Regions from separate parts of the Mus musculus genome. Here region 1 is linked to region 2. A link is a contact called in public promoter capture Hi-C data. All regions are on one chromosome and are shown on one strand. Each heading gives the region's core, a stretch centred on a gene start, on an enhancer-like site or on the middle of the called end of the contact. The rest is flanking DNA. Distances are from core to core; before and after follow the strand shown. Region 1 overlaps Shtn1 (shootin 1). Region 2 has its middle 8.0 kb from the start of Mir3086.

Region 1 (5,268 bases), core at 1,199-3,698, 76 kb before region 2:
CTACAATTGGAGACAGAGAGTCTGAGGTTCTGAAATATGTCCACAAATGGAAACTTCTATTCTTAAACTTACTTTTGTTATCAACTTTGCACAAAATCTTTCTCTCTAGTACTGGTCTCAGTAGGACGTGCATTTGTTTTGTCGGCCAAGTAACCATTTCTTCAAAAAGGCTTGGGTCAACCTTTTATCCAAATGGAGGCTAGGGAAGTATCCGGTCCCTGTGGTGAAAGGAGTGTGCTTTCTTCTGGTTACTTTCTGTCCTCCATTTCTTCATCACCTCCTTTGCCTTTTTCTTTCTGTGGTGTATGCATGTGTGTTTGTGTGTGTGTGTGTGTGTGTGTGTGTGTGTGTGTGTGTGTCTTTGGGTGTTTGTGTGTGTCTGTGTGCACGCTCTGCATTGAGGAGAAGGGGAGAAGGGCAGCTTCCTGTACTTAGTAAACATTTAAACATTTATTTCTGAGAAGAGTCTACTGGCAGAATGAGCCGCATGGACGTTCCTGCTTAATCTCATGCTCTTATACAATTAAAGGATTTGCTGGGCGCTCAGCTGTAATCTTAGCACTGCTGAATTGTGTACGGACACTGCAGGAAACTGCTCTGTTCCACAGAGCAGGACCACAATGGAGCCCCGTGTGTGCCGGTACATGGACAATTAAGTTTTAACAACAAAATTAGCCGAACAACTGGATGCTCTGGAAGCCGAGATCCCCTCACTTGGTCTTTTCTTCTCCCCCCTCCCCACCCCCAGGAGTTATCCTGTGGACTGCCGGAAAACTCAGCAGTCAGTATTGTCTCTGCGTTCAGAGGGGCTGTACAGACAGCAACTTCTTCCAGATTAATTGTTCAGGATGTATTACACCTAGTGAAAAAAAAATGACTGGTAAAATACCATTGAGTAAATCTCAAAATTACTGTTAAAGGGCTACCAAGTAATTCTCCATTCTCTTGAAGAATTAATTGCCCCTTAATGTTTGCTTTCAGTTACAAGGGCTCAGATTTTATAGGACTTTGTCTAAAATGTATCATTTCTTGCAAATTGCCTTTGGTACTTTGTAGGGGTTTTTGTTGTTGTTGTTAAAAAAAAAAACATTTCTTAACAGTATTTATGTTTCCTTTTATTTGTGTTTCATGAGGTAGAGTGAAGTTTTGTTTTGTTTTAATGGAAAGGAAAGTAACTTCCAAGACTGGAAAAGCATTTTCAGACCCTGAGATTAAACCAACCAGACTTCTTAAACCAGATAAAACACATTTCACTTGAAAGATACTTTATCATGTCATGGAAGTATACAAAAGGTGATAGGCTGAATTCCTGTGACTCCTATCTTAAAAGTTTGATGTATAAAATATAGTAAATGGAAAGGAAAACTTAAAATAGATATCTATGAAAATGCACACTGTGCATAGCTGACTTTAAAGGAACCAATGTTTCCTCTGGAGACTTCTGTGGGAGGCTGCATGTCTTTTAACATATTTCTTGTAAATGACACACAGTTTTTAAATACCTGGGATCTAAATGAATTTTCATAGAGACTAAAATCTATCCAAAATTGTGTGTGTGTGTGTGTGTGTGTGTGTGTGTGTGTGTAAAAACAGCCCAGAAGCCAAAAAGAAAGTGTCATGAGTGTTTTGTAGTGAGTTTATGTGTTCCCTACATGGCTTTACCAGTGAAGGCTCTTCATGATCAGAATCTAATAAATTGTCTTTGGTCTAGCTGGCACAGTAGAAGAAACAAGCTGGTATAGCCTTGAAGGGACCACCAGGGTCTATGATGTAAACGGCATGGCAGCTAAAAAACTAAAGGAAATTTTGCTGAATGTGAGCCCAGGGTCTTTCCTCAGCTATTGTTACCTGTGACAAAAGGGACTCTGGCTAATCCGGACGTATGGAATACTTTCTGTACTTTAAGCCTGTCTTCCCACAAATAAAAGCAGAGTCAGACTGATGGACCGGTACAGAGCTTTGGATAAAATACAGTTTTTAAAAAGTACACAAAGTCAAAGCTCCGTTCTACCTCCAGTCCCACAAGGATGAGGCTTGATAGTGATTAGAAATTCTCAGCTTATGTTTGGGATGTAATATTTTCGAAGTTTTAGACTGGCGCATGAAAAGCTCTGAAAAAAAAAAATCAAGAGTTTCTGAAAGAAACAATGAACATCAGCTTTAGTAAGGCCAGCTCCCTTCACCACTCTGCTCGCTGCAGGGACTGGAGGGGGAAGCAAGACTCATTTATACACTAGGGAAATAGAAACTGACTTCCTCTTTGGAGTTTTCCCAGAAAACTACTTTATAAAGACAAATTTAAATCTTTCCATTTTCCATCCTTGAAGGTGGCAAATATGATTGTGGTTTTATCCGTTTTTTATTGTAAATGAAACAGAGTTCAGACCGGCCACTGCACGTCATTTGTTGGATGGCTGCCACAGACTAATGCAGACGTCCCACTGGGAGACCAGAGAAGCGCTACACCGTGATTCACCAGATTGTGTTAAATAGTCCAGCTGTTGCGATTTGAAAGATAGTTACCTCAGAAGTGAAATAGAAATGAACTTGGCATTTATGCCTCAAACCGTTTTTATACTGTTTGGCAATCAGCTTTTCAGAGGTAGCATTTTATAAAATAACTCTCACCGCTTAAAGGTTTCATTCTCTGTAATGCTCAAAATGTCCCACCTTTATATTATCAGTAAAATTAAGCTTGAGCGATATTCAGAATTTGCATGAAATAAGCATTCCCCCCTTCATTTCCTGAGCTTTGATTGTATTCAATTGAGCTCAGAACCGTGTCGATTAGGGGCTCTTTGGGGCATTAGTTAATTTGAATTGCAGCCGAAATGTTAGCTAGAATGTTGTTGAATATAATTGAGATGTGGAAAGTTGATTTTGAAAGGAATTTCATTGAATGCAAACAATGATGGTTTTTTTTTTGGGGGGGGGCAAGCACACAGAATGCTTTGCCTCTGTCCCCTGTGACACAGTCTGAGAAACAACGAATCCCTTTACCAAGTGCAGCTTTGCTGAAACTGCAACACTTCTGATTCTTCTTACACCTGTGTGATTTGGAGGCAGGTCAGGTCTTTCTTTGCCAGCCAGAGCCCTTTGTTCTGGCTCTCCTACAGTTGGGGGACAGTAGCTGTCAGCTGTAATAGAGTTGCAGTTTGAGATCTTGAATTCCAGTTTTTAATTGGCTTGCTTTCGGGGGTGGGGGAGGGAGTGTCTTGAAACAACTGCTGAGCACATGATCCAGAATGACTCATGAAGAAGGTCTGTTATAGCAGATCATGGATAACTAACTACACGATTCTGCAGTCTGGGCCCCCCCCAGACTTCTGATGCAGGTTCTGTGCTGGTAAATGACAGATCATTTCACTTTGGCCGCCTGGGGTTTACATATGACAGGGAGGGTCCGACCGACTCATGCAGCCTTCCTCTCTCTCTGTGACTCAGCAGTTCTGCTCTACAGGGAGGGTCCGACCGACTCATGTAGCCTTCCTCTCTCTCTGTGACTCAGCAGTTCTGCTCTACAGATCCTGCTGCATCGGGAGAAGGGCTGCCGTGGCTCTTTTACAAGTATCAACTTTAATTGCTTATTAGTAGTAACTGTCCTTAGATGCTGCATTGAAGGAGGAGGTGGACGGAGCCACCGTGGACCAGGCCCCTATGGTAGTACTGCTTGAGCCTTTGTTGGGTTCAAACCTCTAGACCCACATGGCTTCCTTGAATAGTAGCCTAGGTTCTCAGTACTGCCCCTGAAGGACATGGGATTGGGAATGTATTAGTTGCCTTTTCTGTTGCTATGATAAAAATACTTTAACAAAGGCATCTTAAGGTGGAGAGGGTTAATTTGTGCTGATAGTGTGACAGTGCATTAGTCCACTGTGACAGGGAAAACCTGATAGCTAAAGGTCAAGGCAGCCATGCACATTGCATCCATACTCAGGAATCAGAGGACAGTGAATGCTACAAGTCAGCTCTTTCTAATATTCAGTCCAGGATACAAGCCTAGGGAATGGTGCTGCCCACATTCAGGGTGGGCCTTCCCTCATTAACTTAGTCTAAATAATTGCTCCACAGGCATACTCTGAGGCTTGTCTCCTGGCAACTTTACCATCAGTGGCATCATGGGGATAGAGATGGAATGTTCTAAGAAGGCTTCAGGCTCTAAAAGGAGCTTTGAGAAGGTCCCCGGGAGACCTAGGAAAGGACCTAGTGATATCAAACCAGGAAGCTTGAGCATTGAGCATTGTCCTCTGAAAGACAGCATTGATCTGAAAGTTGCAGATAGAAACAATGGAAATAAACTAGTAGAAATGTCCACAGATTACGCTGTGGCACCTGTGCTATATTTGGAAAATAGCTCAATCCTAAAGAGAAGACAGCTCAGACTCCTGCACTGGCTCTGCCACTCAGGAGCAGCGTACTCTTAGGCCAGGCTGTCCCCCTCTGCACACAGAACTGCCCCCATCTACAAAAGGGCAGTTTGGATAGATGGCCGCTCTTACTCTCTTCTGTCTTGCCCTGGGGTTCCAAGGGAGTGCCCCCCTGCCTAGTCTCCACCGTGCCTAGTTCAGTGGAGGAAACTGTGAGATCCTGGAGCTAGCCTGCCAGCAACTTCTCAGGTTAGCCTGCCAGACGAGTGTGGCTTGCTTGAGGAGAGATAGACAGTCCAAGGTTTTTAAGTTTTCAGATCAATCAGCCTGTGTGTTGCTGCCATAGGATGCTGAGAGCAGTTCCTGGAGAGTTCTAATTCCCAGCTGATGAAGACAGCTTTTGCTAGGAGATGTTAACCACCCTTCGCCTGCAGACACACGGGGCCATGAAAACGCCCACAGTAGCCCAAGGGAGCAACAGAGGTTGGTATGGACCGATGGCAGTTGCTCACTCCAAACGGCAGAGTGAGATCCATCGCTTTGCATGCTTCCAACATGCTGGTGGGTGACAGCAGCGGGCGCACAAGCAAGCTGGTGACCCGACCCTGAGCCAAGCTGCAGCTTCACTTCCTGGGACACCCCATATGCTTTGTTTCCAGGTTCTCGTTGGCCACAAGAGAGATGTATGAGGCAGGCGTGAGATGATGATGTTTTAATAATGTTTTCTTTGAACCCTGAGGAAGTTCATGTGTAGCTTATCTGGGATAGCGTATGAAGGGCACGATGTGCTGACCCACTTGAGGGGCATGTGCCAGCGGCTGGCCTGTGGATCAGTCCTGCGGTTCCTCCCAGCTTTTCCTCCAGCTTGCCCGCTTCCCAGCCCGCTTCCCAGCTCAGATGC
Region 2 (4,754 bases), core at 660-3,159:
GTCTCACCCCCAAAGAACTGATGGGGCAGTTTCCTCTGTGAGTTCTACTTAGATATAGAGACGGATCTACAGTGCCTGAGATCCAAGGGGGCTATGAAGGTTTGGGTGTGGAACACTGCTCCTGGGTTCATGCCGAGCAGTCTCATGTCCCCAGATGGTGGGACTGTCTCTGGAGGGTGAACATGCTGGAGGTGGGGCCTCACTGGAGGAAGTGAGTCGATAGGGAGCAGGCCTCTGAAACGCTCTGTCTGGCTCTGTTTTCTGTCACATTCTCTCTGTCCTCTTCCTGGAACCCTCTGCAGCTAGGAGCCCAACTAAGTCTTTCTTCCTGTCCGTCGTTCCTGTATTCTATGACAGAAAAGCAGCCAATGCAGTAGCTGTGGCAGCTTTGTTCTTAATAGAGGAACACCTGAGCCTTCATCAACAGAGGCTAATTACATAAGTCACAGTGCAGGTGTGTGTGTGTGAGTGAGTGAGAGAGAGAGAGAGAGAGAGAGAGAGAGAGAGAGAGAGAGAGAGAGAGAAAGAGAATATATAGGGGTGAATACTCTCCCATACTCTCCCATTCCTGATTCCTAGGAGTGGCAGGAGTGTTCTTGAAGAAACATTTTTTTTCCTTCAGGAACATGTGTGTGTGTGTGTGTGTGTGTGTGTTTCTTTATATATAATATAAAGATAAGACATATGAAACATGAATTTTGTACTTTAAAGCAGGGCAATCTGTATGTACAATGTAGTGAGCCTTTGCTTTGCTATGTGACCCTCCCTGCATATTGGTGTGTTTGTGACTGGAATAATGGGTGCATAGTATTCCACCAGGCAAACACCACATGTCACACCTAACCAGAGTTCCCCTTCTTGTGTTCTGTATCAAGATCACAAACCCACTTTTATATGTCTGCTCCTCAACAATTTAAGTAATTGACGGGTACCCCACCATACCAATTCCATGCGTGCTGGCCTTAGCAGGAAGGTTGTCTCATACCACGATTGGTGTGCACAGAGTTAACTTTTATAATCAAAACAAGTGGACATGGTGGCATATTTGTAATTCCACCCCCCACAGGAGGCTGAGGTAGGAGAATTTTAGTTCAGGGCTACAGAGTGAGTTCAAAGCTAGCTTAAGTCACTTAATGAGACTCTATCAAAATTATTTAAAAAGTAAGGGTGTAGCTCAGTAGTGGAGGACTTGTGTGAGGCCCTGGGTTTGATCCCTAGCACCACAAACCAAAAAGCAAAAAGCAACAGCAAAATTTGGACGTGGTGTACACCCTTAATCCAAGACTCAGTAAGAGGAGGCAGGTGTGTCTCTGAATTTGAGGCCAGCCTGGTCTTTATGAGTTCCAGCACAACCAAGGGTACATAAAGAAACCCTGCCCCCCTCCGCCCCTCCCAAAACAGAAAAGGGCAGCAAAATAATTCCAGAATGTTAAAAATGATGACATACTGTGTGTTTATTGTGCAGATGTCTGACCACAGCATATTATTGAAACAGAAAACAAGGATAAAAAACAAAATTGAGGCGACAAGACTTTGGTAGCCCTATTTCTGTGTGTTTTCACATATCTTTGAGCACAGGGATTCACAGAATCTGGAGAGATGCTCACCAGCTTCTAATAGGCTTTTCCATGTAATATCCCTTTCGTCCTTTTTAGCACTATAACGTTTTAAGTATTGTGGAGGGAAAACTGTTTGACCCTGGGGGAGATTTACTTGGGAGAAAGATCACAAATTACAGTCCAGGGACAAACTTTTGCATTGGGGTCTGCCCTCTTTTACAGGACGCTTCTTTTCACTTAAGGATTAAATTGTATTCAGTTTCAAATCGCCGCTATTACTGTGTGGAGCTGTATGCAGTTACCAGATGCACCACAAGAGGGCGGTGTTGGAAGGACATTGCGAGCCCGCTGCCTCTAAATCAGGGACTCGAATTTTGCAGGGGAACCTTGATTGCCTAGCCTCCTCAGGACGTATCCTCCAGCTTCCAGTTTGCACCACGGCACAGCTGTTTATCTTACTGTTTCTTCCTATCCCGTTGGAATGTTCCTTAGTATGTTTGTACTTCATCAGCGGCACAGCAGAAGGATTTGGCTGCAGCCTCTGCCCCTCCTACTTCCTGCTCCAGCCCCAGCAGCCCAGTGTCTTTGGCTTAGAGACTTGCAGCTCCAGGGCCCTAACAGGGAACAATGAGTGTCCTGCTCCCCTCCCTGTCCCATCTACTGAACTATACGACCCTCCCCTTCATCTCCCTATTTTAATATATTGTGCCATGCAGCTCTCTGCCTCCCTGTTCCTTCTTCCCTTCCCTCCTAGTCCCACCCTTCCACACCTTTCTCCCATTCCCCCCCTTCTCCCCTGGGTACCACCCGACCCTGAGAAATCTAATCACAAGTGGACTAAGCCCATCCTCTCTCACTGAGGTCTAACAAGGCAGCTAGGGGAAGGGGACCAAAGATAGGCAACAGAGTCAGAGACAGCCACTGCTACAATTGTGAGGGGACCCACATGAAGACCAAACCTCACCTCGGCTACATATGTGTAGGGGGCCTAAGTCCAGCCCATGCATACTCTTTGGTTGGTGGCTCGGTCTCTGTGAGCCCCCATGGTCCCAGGCTCTGTAGGTATTCTCGTGGTGTCCTTGACCACTCTGGGTCCCAATCCTTCCCTCCACTCCTCCACAAGATTCCTGGAGCTTTGCCTGATGTTTAGCTGTGGGACTCCGCCTTTTTTTGGGTGAGCTGCTGGGCGGAACCTCTGAGGACAGTTACACTAGGCTCCTGTCTGCAAGCATAACAGTATCATTAATGTGTCAGGGGTTGGCTCTCTCCCATGGGATGGGTCTCAAGTTGGGCCAGTCATTGGTTGGCCATTCCCCCAATCTCAGCTCCATCTGTATTCCTGCACATCTGTAGTCAGGACAGATTTTGGGTGGAAGGTTGTGTGTGTGGCTTGTTGCCCCCCTCCTTCCACTGGAAGTCCTGCCTGGCTACATGAGGTGACCACTTCACTCCCCATATTCCCTGCTGCGAGGAGTCTCAGCTAGGGTCACCCCCACATCCTCCCAGGAGCTTCCCCATCCTGGGTCTAAGGCACTTCCCAGAGATGCTCCCCCACCACTGATTTCCCTTCTCACTCCCAACCCTTTCACCCCCAACCCCTGTTATCCCCATATCTGATCCTCACCCCCAGTCCCCTCCTTACCCCGTCTCCCACCAGGTCCCTCTCTCCATCCACACCCAGTGTCTTTTTTATTTCCCCTCTGAGTGAGATTCAAGTACCCTCCCTTGAGCTCTCCTGTTTGCTTAGCTTCTTTGGGTCTCTGAATTGTACCAAGGTTATCCTGTATTTTCTGGCTGATATCCACTTATAAGTGAGTACATACCATGGATGTCTTCCTGGGTCTGGGTTATCTCATTCAGGATGATATTTTCTAGTTCAATCATTTGCCTGCAAATTTTATGATTTCCTGGTTTTTAATAGCTGGGTAGTATTCCATTGTGTAAATGTACCATGTTTTCTTTATTCATTCTTCCATTGAGGGGCATCTGAGGTGTTTCATAAAACTGCTATGAACATAGTTGAGCAAGTGTCCTTGTGGGATGGTGGGGCATCTTTTGGGTACATGCTCTGTAATGGTATTGCTGGATCTTGAAGTAGAACTGTTTCCCAATTTTCTGAGCAACCACCAGACTGATTTCCAGAGTGGTGGTACCAGCTTGCACTCGCACCAGCAATGGAGGAGTGTTCCCCTTTCTCCACATCCTCGCCAGTGTGTGCCAACTTGAGTGTTTGATCTTAGCTATTCTGACGGGTGTAAGGTAGAAGCTCAGAGTTGTTTTGATTTGCATTTCCCTGATAACTAAGGACTTTGAACATTTCTTTAAGTGCTTCTTGGCCATTCTAGATACCTTTGTTGAGAATTCTCTGTTTAGTTCTATCCCATTTTTAAATTGCATTATTTGGGTTGTTGGTATCTAATTTCTGAACAGAGCACCAACAGCTCATGTCACTAAGATCAACAATTAATAGACGGGACCTCTTGAGACTGAAAAGCTTCTGTAAGGCAAAGGGCACTGTCAATAGGACAAAACGGCAGCCTACAGATTGGGAAAAGGACTTCATCAACCCCACATCTGACAGAGGGCTAATATCCAAAGTATATAAAGAACTCAAGAAGTTAGGCACCAACAAACCTTTTAAGCTTTTAGATAAGCTGTTCATATTCACAACAAATAGGAAGATAATAAAAGGGAGGTGTGTGTGAAAACCACTTTGTGTCCCCCCACTTCATTCTCTCCCAATGAGATGAATTTTAGTGATGTGCTAGAACCTTCCACCTAAGTCTGCAGAGCTGAATGTGTGGAGGGGGTGAGGGAGGTTGAGTACACATACTCCTGAGGGGGAGGAGGGAGGGAGAACAAGGGAAAGGAGGAGGAGGAGGGAGAGGGAGAATGTGAAAGTCCATTGAGTGTGAGATATGGAAAGAAAATGAGAAAATGTGAGCGAGTGAGTGTGTGACATGGTGTATGAGTCTGTGCGTGACTGGAGAGAGCTATGAGTATATCTGTATGAGCTGTGAGTGTGCACATGAGTGCATCTGCATGAGCTGTGAGTGTGCACATGAGTGCATCTGTATGAGCTGTGTGTGAGTGTGCACATGAGTGCATCTGCATGAGCTGTGAGTGTGCACATGAGTGCATCTGTATGAGCTGTGTGTGAGTGTGCACATGAGTGCATCTCTATGAGCCATGTGT

What was found. Promoter capture Hi-C pulls out the DNA fragments that hold promoters and counts their contacts.
Region 1: a contact with region 2 is called in a promoter capture Hi-C map of hippocampal neurons, with 4 times the contacts expected there. The contact joins two enhancer-like sites. A contact is called at or near these places in 11 of 39 promoter capture datasets (the 3T3-L1 cell line, cranial neural crest, embryonic stem cells and 7 more) and 7 of 484 Hi-C or Micro-C datasets (the N1E-115 cell line, cumulus cells, embryonic stem cells and 4 more).

The regions. Positions count from the first base shown.
Region 1 is chr19:58,977,056-58,982,323 of GRCm38.p6, reverse strand. The region is part of intron 16 of Shtn1 (shootin 1); the gene reads left to right. Among named protein-coding and RNA genes, the nearest start is that of Eno4, 36 kb to the right of the region's middle. Within about 2 kb of position 2,448, at least 104 of the 459 cell types and tissues checked have an H3K27ac peak or open chromatin away from gene starts, as enhancers often do. A contact at or near this core is called in the N1E-115 cell line and hippocampal neurons, where this site is marked.
Region 2 is chr19:58,901,351-58,906,104 of GRCm38.p6, reverse strand. It overlaps a transcript of Hspa12a not described here. Among named protein-coding and RNA genes, the nearest start is that of Mir3086, 8.0 kb to the left of the region's middle. Within about 2 kb of position 1,909, at least 22 of the 459 cell types and tissues checked have an H3K27ac peak or open chromatin away from gene starts, as enhancers often do. A contact at or near this core is called in the N1E-115 cell line and hippocampal neurons, where this site is marked.